Linked DNA regions of Arachis hypogaea: region 2 is linked to region 1. Evidence: chromatin contacts called from public Hi-C data. All regions are on one chromosome and are shown on one strand. The core of a region is the stretch at or near the end of the contact, and the rest is flanking DNA. Distances in the headings are between cores, read along the strand shown. Region 1 holds the start of LOC112734103 (expansin-A1). Region 2 has its middle 16 kb from the start of LOC112734107.

Evidence for each region. A called contact is a pair of places that touch in the nucleus more often than the background predicts.
Region 2: a contact with region 1 is called in a Hi-C map of an unstated tissue, with 6 times the contacts expected there. The contact joins the enhancer-like site here to the promoter of LOC112734103 in region 1. A contact is called at or near these places in 4 of 8 Hi-C or Micro-C datasets (leaf and an unstated tissue).

The regions. Positions count from the first base shown.
Region 1 is chr3:135,405,836-135,411,342 of arahy.Tifrunner.gnm2.J5K5, reverse strand. It overlaps LOC112734103 (expansin-A1), which reads left to right and starts at 2,691. Exons shown (of 3, transcript XM_025783309.3): 1 at 2,691-3,042; 2 at 3,152-3,464; 3 at 3,586-4,417. The coding sequence starts at 2,913. The coding sequence ends at 3,892.
Region 2 is chr3:135,439,567-135,444,544 of arahy.Tifrunner.gnm2.J5K5, reverse strand. No RefSeq gene overlaps it. Among protein-coding and RNA genes, the nearest start is that of LOC112734107, 16 kb to the left of the region's middle. Within about 2 kb of position 3,099, at least 1 of the 3 cell types and tissues checked has open chromatin away from gene starts, as enhancers often do.

The DNA.
Region 1 (5,507 bases), core at 1,442-3,941:
GTGTAGATACCTTTCTCTAACATGATGCGTTTTGACGAGTGAGTGTGAGGGCTTTGGCTATCATCCCTATCGTCAAAGGAAAAACCGTGAGGCCTTGTGTGCAAAAACGGACAATATCGTGCTAACGGGTGGTCTGGGCTGTTACAGATGGTATCAGAGACGGAGCCCGGATCGATGTGCCAGCGAGGGCGCTGGGCTCCCTTAGGGGGTGGATTGTAAGGTCCCACATCGGTTGGGAAGGGGAATGAAGCATGCCTTATAAGGGTGTGGATACCTTTCCCTAGCATGACGCGTTTTGATGAGTGAATGTGTGGGGTTTCGGCTATCATCCCTATCGTCAAAGGCAAAACCATGAGGCCTTATGTGCCAAAGCAGACAATATCGTGCTAGCGAGTGGTTTGGAATGTTACAAACCATAACTAAACTAAGAAATGAACCAAAATTACTTAAGGAATAAAAAATTTAGTTAATACTTATCAGTAGCATTAAGTGAATCTCAATTAACACACAAATGAACCGAAATTTGTTCAAATTTGAACAAGTAGTCAAAAAGACTCAATTATCAATAAAAACACGTCGAACTCATTTATAGATCCAAATAAACCTCAATTAAACTAATGAATGAATCGAAATTATTTAAGGAATAAAAAATTTGATCAATTCTTATCAACAACATCAAGTGAAAAACATGAAAAAATAAAATAAAAAAGAAGAAACGCATAATGCTGCAAAATCACTTGATGGATTTGGATGAGTTTTTTGTTAATGATTCAAGTTTGTTTGTATGCTTGTTTTCGAATGCATTAAGTAATTTCGGTTAATTCTGGATTCAAATAAGGTGCAATTGGTCTGTGCTTATTTTGAAACGAGTTTGTTTGTGTATCGTCATCATTAAGTAATTTCGGTTCATTCGAAATTTAATTTTCGGTTCATTCTGGATGTAATTTCAGTTCATTTCTGTTTCTAATCATTCAATTTTGTTTGTGTGCTTGTTTTCGAACGCAATCATTAAGTAATTTAGGTTCATTTTGGATTTAAATAAGGTACACTTGGTCTGTGCTTCTTTTGAAACAAGTTTGTTTGTGTATCATCATCATTAAGTAATTTAGATTTATTTTAGATGTAATGTCGGTTCATTTCTGAGTGAATCAAGGTGCATTTGGTCTCGTTGTTTTGCACAATTCAAAACACATAATGTGAGGAAGAATAAAGAACGCAAAGAAGAATGAACAAAAAGAAGGAGGAGGAGGAGAAAATAGAGAAGGAAGAACGCGAAGGAGGAGGAGAAGGAGGAATGCGAAGAAGAAGACGATGATGACGACAACAATAACATACCGTGCGTATAATCACGCTCTTTTAATGAGAGTAGTTTTTATTGGTGTTAAATCTACTTGATTAAATTTGAATGACAATAATATTTAAATGTGTAAAAAATTTGTTAAAAAAATAAGGAATACACAGGTTCTCCTAACATTTTATGGTTCAAATAGCACAAAAGAATGATAAAATATTACATGTTATGCACTTAAACTTTTATTTTTCTTAATTTCACACGTTTGATTTAATTCAAAGGAAAAATATTTCCACAATATTTTGGGACAATATAATAAAAATAAAGCTATACTAGAAAAGAAAAAAAAAAAAAACATAAATGGTAATGTGGAAAGGAGAAAGAGGGATTTTGATCCTCTAAAATTTAAATTTTACTTTAAAGAATAAAGTATGATCTTCTATCCTTGAATAGTTTCTCTTTCATATTTATTCTTGGTCCAACTTATAAAATTAATAGTGAGAGATCACACTTTACTCTCTAAAGTGAAATTCAAATTTTAGGGATCCAAATTCGAGAAAAAGAGTTTGGGACCCATGGGCATAGTAGTGTAAATTGTAAAACCTAGAAGCAGAGGGGTATTTGTGTCAAATGATGAATTGGGTGCATGTGCCTGTGGAAGCTTGGAAGCTATCAGTGCTATTACTGCTATGGCCCACTTGGATTTTGCAGATTTCCCGCTCACATGGCTATTCAACCTCACGGTTTTTTCTTCCCAGTAGCCCGTAGCCACACAACACTCTTTTGCACCATCAAAAATTGACCTCTTTCCCACTTGCACTCTTTCATACATACTTAAATACATTACTTTTTAATTAAAAAAACCTCTAACTTTATAATTTTAACATATATTTCTAAGACACAAGTTAATTAAAATTTTAAAAAATAAAAACATTATGCATAATATACATTTTTTTTTTAAAAATTAACTACCATTTTTATTTTTCATCCAAAAAATTCCCCTTAAATATACACTTACACTACACAAACAATAATGCTATATACTTGATAAGTCTATTAAAAATATAAAATATAAAGATGTTATTTGTTATGTATTTAATTTTTAACACTTTATTATATTCGAATTTTTTTTAGATTTATGTTAAAAAATATTAAGTGATAAAAATCTACTGCTTTTTTTTTTATCGAAGATATGGAGACTCGAACCCGCAACCTCTTAATTGAGTATGTGGAGACTATGTCATTTGAACTATTACTTCTTGGTAAATCTACTGCCTTTCTTGCACTACTTTGTTTATGTTATTTAATATATATATATATATATATATAATATAATACATGTCAATTCTTAAATAATACAATCCACTTTATGTCCCTAGCGGTATTCTTCGGTTCAAACAGTTCAAAAGAGTTAGTTAAAGTTTTGATTGTGGCCCTATGCTACCCTCCAAAGTCCAAACCCCTCAAACCTCTATAAATTAGGTACCACTGCCAACCATTTTTCCTCACTCCTCTGCTTCACAATCACATTTATCTCTCCCGTGTTGCTGCAGCAGCTAGCCCCCTCTTTTGTTGTCCCCATAATATCAAAATTAATTCCCTTTAGTATAAGGAAAGGAAAATGGCTCTCATTGGGTTTCTCTTGGTTAGTTTTCTTACTATGTTCTCCTCAGCTTACGCCAATGGTGGAGCAGGATGGACCAATGCTCATGCTACCTTCTATGGCGGGGGTGATGCATCAGGGACAATGGGTATGCATGCACTCATTTTTGTTTTGTATTTTTCTAAAAGCTTCAATTTTTTGCAACCCCATTTGAGTAACTTTTAATGGGTCATGAACATTTGTTGTGTTTGTTTCAGGTGGGGCTTGTGGATATGGAAACCTCTATAGCCAGGGGTACGGAACAACCACTGCTGCTTTGAGCACTGCACTTTTCAACAATGGCTTGAGCTGTGGCTCTTGCTATGAGATTAAGTGTGTGAATGACCAGAAATGGTGCCTCCCTGGCTCCATTGTGGTCACTGCCACTAATTTCTGCCCTCCAAACAATGCATTGCCAAACAATGCAGGTGGGTGGTGCAACCCTCCTCTTCACCACTTTGATCTAGCTCAGCCTGTGTTCCTCCGCATTGCTCAATACAAAGCTGGAATAGTCCCTGTCGCTTACAGGAGGTATAAAGTTACTATCTTTATCAAATTCCCAAATTGGGCTTATTTATGGTTTAGGGTTTGTTAATTTTGGTGAATGGTTTTTCAAAGAGTGCTGAAGGTGTGTCCTTTTATGGTTTCATAGGGTGGCATGCAGGAGAAGAGGAGGAATAAGGTTCACTATTAATGGTCATTCCTACTTCAACCTAGTACTAATCACAAACGTTGGTGGTGCTGGTGATGTTCATTCTGTGTCCATCAAGGGTTCAAAAACCGGTTGGATGCCAATGTCAAGAAACTGGGGACAAAACTGGCAGAGCAACAACTACCTCAATGGCCAAAGCCTCTCATTCAAGGTCACTACAAGTGATGGCCGTACAGTGGTCTCTAACAATGTTGCCCCAGCTGGTTGGACCTTTGGCCAAACCTACACTGGTGCTCAATTCCACTAGGGTCCTTATGGTCAAAAGTCCAACTCAAATTTTTACATATATACATACGTAGTATGTGACCTAAAATAGTATACTAGGGTATTAGATAGTATGCTACTAGTAATAGTCATGGGGTCAAGCCTCTGGTCTTTTTAAAATTTGGCTTTCTAGGGTTTTGAGAAGGGCTTATTTTAAAATGGTCCTTCAATTTTTAAGTTTTTATCTTGTGTTATGGAGAAGTTGGGGGGACCCTCTTGTTAAATTGGCCCTTCACTTTTCGGAAAAGCTTTTTGTGAACCTTCCTGCTACTAAATAGAAGCTAGCAGGGGGTGGAACTTTCTTTTTAATATTTTTATTATGGGTGAACAACTACTAAATTGGAAGAGGTGGATTCTATTATGGTTACCACCCGCCATTAGTAGTGGGGTTACTTTTTCCGCTTTATTGGGCGTGTTGTGAGCATTGTTTGCTCTTGGAGTATGTCTAGTTTTATGGGAGAATATTGTAGTGTAAATTTTCCTAATGGAAAGTTTCTGTTATTAACTACTCCTTTGTATTTTATTTCTTATTGCCCATATATCCATTTACCTATTTTTAAAAGAAAAGAAGGATAATATTTTTTTAAAAAGAATTAGAAGACAAAAAGGAAAGTAGTAATAATTGTTCTCTTCGGCTGAGTAAAGCAAATCAAGACTTCTCAAGATGGGTAAAGATTTGATTCCTAAGGGCCTAATAACATGGGCCACACATGAAGTTGAAATATAAACAATCTTTGTGCTCATGTTTCGGATCTGTATGTGACCAAGGAAATACAGTTTGAGACAGCATCACAAAAATGGGGCCTACATTATTATTACGATAGGTTTTCAATTAGCAAGAGTGATAGTTTTAGTTGCCAATGAATTATAAGCTCAAATGACATAGTCTTTTCATACTCAATTAAGAGGTTGCGGGTTTGAGTCTCTTATTTTTGGTAAAAAATAAAAAAAAAGTGATAGTTTTAGTTAATGCATATGTCATGTAAAATAAATTTGAGCAATTTTCATATAGAAATAGGTCATCACATCATAGGATACTCAATAGTCAATAGCAAGAAGAGCACAAAAATATTAATATTTATTAGTAGTTTGCTTGACCCCTCAAATTTTAGAAATTTATTTTACCGATTAAAATAATGATAGCCATTGAAATTTGAACTAGGGTTCCGGGAGCAGATGTCCCCTGTCCCCATGTGCACTTTACTTAACTGTGCACTTCATTAGGAGAATTAACTGTTAAGTAACACTATTTTTATAAATCTAGTTGCGGATCCATGAAGAAAACTAGAAAAGCAGATGTTAAGACATCGGATGCACATGTTAACGCCCATAACATAAGCCTCTTTTTCTTTGGCGGTCCCTTTTCTCGTGGTTTCTTAGACCAAGTTGGGCCTTTTTTCCCCCAGTATTCGCATCGACAAATTGAAAAGCCCCAATCGGCCAATCTTTTTCCTTGATTTCATTCTACAAAAATCATCCTTATTCTTTATCCCTTGCCTTTATTGGGTTCGGTAAACTCAGTTGTAACTTGAATTTGAATTCCCTATTCTTGTACAACCTGGTCTCTATACACATGTATGAGAAATCGGAAATGCTAT
Region 2 (4,978 bases), core at 1,850-4,349, 33 kb before region 1:
TTAACTTTTAAAATTTTTAGAGACTGATTTGGGTAATTACTCATCTTAATATTTTAATATAGTTTTTTTTAAATAACTACTATATTTATTTAAAATAACTTCTTTTAAGGATTAATATAACTAAAAAAATTATTTGAAGACTAATTTAAAAAATAAATGATCTTTTAGGAACGAATTTGACTATTAACTCCTAAATTAATCCACTTCTTTTCTATTTTTCTTTCTCCCACTATCTTTTTTCCACTTTATTTCAAACAAACAAAGCCAACATATGCTCTAGGGATGCAAAATCTTCTCTAAATTAGGTCAGTTAGTTGGAGAAAAAAAAAGGGAGAAAATAAAAAGAAAAGAGATAAAAGTATGTTATTTCAAATTCAAAATTGGTAAACTTTAACCGGCGGCAACCGTAAAAGTTTGAATTGAAAAAAGATATATGTATAATTTATATAAAAAGTGTGTGACACACAATTTTATTATTCTAATTTCAAGTTGTCTAATAATTTTGAGGGGCTAAAATTACTCTGAATTCAGAGTATCTAATGGCAACTTAGTTTTACTATTTTTCTAATTTAAAGTTATCCAACAATGTTGAGGAGTTAAAATTAATCTAAAGATACAGCTTCCTTTCCTTTTTTCAAAGTAAATCCTACTTTTCAATGCAAAGGCTTCATATGCATGCATATTTAACCAACATTATATTTTACTCCCTCTCACATGCTATCAAATGCTCTCCCACATTGTAGGAATAATTAAGGTATATTTGTTCACGCGCACTGAGCAACCCATTAGGCCAAGCTTTGAAAGTTGGTATGTGTTTTGGTCGTGCATGCCCAATGCCTTTATGTGAATTGTGTGGGACTCGTAAAGTAAAGCTGCTCTTCCATAAAGAAATCTGTTTTGCCATTCAATCTTATCTACCTACGAAGGATTTTCTTGCGGTTCCATTTTTTCTTTCTTTTAACTAGTGAGGAAAACCCATTTTTTTAAGAAACGTGCCACTCAATAGAATATTCACGATAGTTACTCTTTAAGTTTGAATGCTAGTAAAAGCTATGCTTTGGGAAAATTGAAATTGGAGGGAAATGCTTAATGATTTTGTTCCTTTTAGTGATCACAAGAGTCACCCCAAGATATGATTATGCGATAATCAGTTAATCACTTTAAACAACATCCCACATGGGCGTGGAAAAAACAGGGGCTGATACTTTCCTTCAGTTATTTAATTTATAATAAGTTTGTGAATTGTGATAACCCATTATATAATTATGCTAGTAATATATCAAAATTAGTTAGTATATACAATCATGCTATATATATATATATATATATATATATATTAAAATCGATCACTAAAATTAGTCGTAAGTATAAAATATATATTAGAATATAAATATACACTGAAAATAAATTAAATTACATATGTATTTATACATAAATATATTATGACTAATTTTAGTGACTAATTTTAATGTATAAATAATATTTTTACAATACCTAATACACTTTAAAATACAAAATACACATTAAAAATGAGTTAAACTACATATATAAATATAAATATATAATGACTAATTTTAATGTACAAATAACAATTTTATCTATTATATTATTGGTGTCAAATTCTTGCCTCTGACTGTATTCCTATAACTATCATCATTAATTAGTGCTTTTGATAAAATCATGCAGCTTAAACACTATACTGAATGGCCAATGAGTTATAACTCAAATGACATAGTCTCTCCATACTCACCTAAAATGTTGCAGGTTCGAGCCTCCCTATATTTGTTAAAAAAAAAAAAAACACTATACCAAATGGTTCAAATCTTAATCTCTTTGATTAATGATATATTAACCAGAAGGGTAATTCTTCTTCGTGGATAACTTGATTATATATGTACCACAAAGGTTGTGAGGGTGAAATGAAAACATACATATATAGTGTAGCTGATCAATGTTTGATAATCTCTTTGTATAATTCATTTTCAAAGAAAATTGTTGTTGCCAGCTAGCTATAATTAACGTCAATTTTGGTTACATTAGAGAGAGATATATTTAATTAAGAATAACACATGAAGATGAAGTTCATAAAATACACCTAACAATTAAATGAGAATTTGACATAGACAGAAAAAAAAAATGGGAATTCGATATAAAGATTAGATACACACCTAATCCTAAGCTGGAAAGCACAAGAAATTTGACTATTTGCTGTTTGCACAACTTGTCATTGCTGAGCTAGCTTTAAATTTTGAAGTGGATGGGTTCCATTGAAGTTGCGGCATAAGGGATTTTGTTACATGTGTAATCTTTTTTTTTTTAGGATTTTTTATTTTAATAAATAAAATAAATATAATAATTACTAAAATAAATAATTTTAAAATTTATTATCAAAATCTGTCACTTTCACTTATCTTGTTCACACTGTGAACGAGATAATTTTACACGTATTTCATTTAGACTGTAAACGAGATACGTGTAAAATTATCTCGTTCACCGTGGGATTTGGATCCTCTAAATTTTGAATTTCACTTTAGAGAATAAAGTCTGATCTCTAACTCTTGAATGATTTCTCTCTCATTTTTTTTGGTCCCACCTATGAAATAAATGGTGAGAAATCAAACTTTACTCTCTAAAGTGAAATTCAAAATTTAGAGGATCCAAATCCTTTACCGTGTAAACGAATTAATTACTAAATAAATTAATAAACAGTGGTTACCTCGCAGTCATAGGATACATATAGATAGCTCGCTCCGGTGGACATTACTGAGAAAATCTCTGGTATATACAGGACATCAACAGCAGAGTACAATCATCGATGTTCGTGACTACTCGGTGTGCCGCCAAGCACAGTGACTAGTACGTCCAGGCCAGCACGGCCGAGCTCCAAGACAACGCCCGACACCACCCAAAGTCCTCAAGAAGTGAGAGCCAACACAGGTGGACTAAGTTGTTCGACTTGTCCGTCATCATATATTCTCCGATCAGTAACATGATGTAGCATCTAGCGTACTGTTAGAGGGTCTCTGGGTCGTCCGTAAGGGGCATCTGCCAGACACGATCCCGCAGCCATACGAGTTTCAGCGTGAACGACTCCTTCCTTTGCACCGCTTGCTGTGGAGCCACCGGAGGCCTAGCACCCATCAGCCGCTCCATTAGCTGCCACATCTCTGTTTGGTACCACCTATCGAAGTCACAGAAGCACCCCCAATAGGGTCCCCGTGGGATAGACCTAGGTGGTACACTACGTCCTGCAGGGTGATAGTGACCTCACCCCACAGGAGATGAAATGTGTGTGTCTCCGGATGCCATCGCTCCACGAATGCCGTAATCAAGGCATTGTCGAATGTAAAATTCCTGAGAGGTACCGTGTCATCGAATCCAGCCTCCCTCAGATACGGGACGATGGCGTCGGGTGGAGGAAGGGTATGACTCACTCATCGGGACAATAGAAGGCGAGGCCTCTGAAAAAAAAAATGTTCACAATTATCAATAAGTAATTTTAAAACTTTTATTTGTTCTTTTAAGTTTAACTATCCTTATAATATCACTAAATTTTTAAATAGGTTTCTATATTTTTTCTATTAAATTTTTACACTGTTTTAAATTTTGTAATTAGATCTTTTCAGTATAAATTTTTTTTGTTAAATAAATGCTTTTTTAAAAATTATAGATTTTATAATTAAGAACATAATTAGATATTTAGTTACATATTTTTCAAAAAAAAATATCATTCTGTTAGTTTTAATATGTTTGACATAAAAAAATCTATTTATAAAATTAAAAGGAGTATAATAACTAAATTAAAAAATATAAAAAATTCAATTATAAATTTGATGAAATTAAAAGAAATAAAATAGAGTTCCAAATTAATAATTATGTAGTAACAACCTAACACAAGTGAAATAAAAGAGTTCCAAATTTTTATTAGTGACTTATTCCTAACTATACAAGCAATATTCTAATTCTTGATGACTACCCTAACCATGGCTATATACAGACATATATCTATATGGGATTGCATAAAATTTAACAAAACATAACTAACTGCAAAGTCGACTGCCCCGACATTGCGAAGTCTCGTTCAGCCTGTTGATGTCTCCGTCTTTATTAGCTGCGTGCGCCATCGTCGTATTTATTGATTATATGGTCAGAAAGGAGTAAAAGAGAGGAGAAAGTGGTTGAAAAGTTCAAACTGGTGCCCGGTCAAACGCTGTCAACGAGTTGTATATATAGCTGTCGCCCTCTCTTATCTCGTTTACACTGTAAACGAGATAAGAGAATGTCACAAATTTCAGTAATAAATTTTAAAATTATTTATTTTAACAATTATTACATTTATTTTATTTATTAAAATAAAAAATCCAATTTCTTTATATATATACCTTTGTTAATTCATACCTCAAGTTAACATGTTAAAAGAAAAAAGAGGCCAATATTATATATATATATATATATATATATATATATATATATATATATAAACAGTCATGTTACACATTCATATAATTTTTTATCCAAGTTCATTCAAGCTGGCCCAATATCAAAAAAATATAATATCATTAAATGAAATGTGACTCCACGCACCCAAACGCACGAAACGTTAACATATCCATTCGCGCCTTGAATATGAAACAACGTTCCTTCTTCAACATTGAAACCGCTACTTAAGAAATTCGAATCTGTCTTAAAATCTCTCAAACTTCACTCGTGTTCTCTGCGAAAATCGTTACTGGAGAAGAATCACGAGAAGATTTCGAAAGGAAGAAGAAAAAACGAACGAAAACAAGAACAGAGACTGCGAAAGGTATCATAAAAATTACTGTTCATTTAAAATCTTACAATCTCGCATTTCTCTTAGTTGTATTTTAGGTTTACTGAATTGAGTTACTTCGTTTAGTAGATTGACTTAGTCTGATTCTATTTTTTTGGCGTAACTAGGGCATAGGAATGGAAATATGTTCTTATTTTCTTTCTGTTT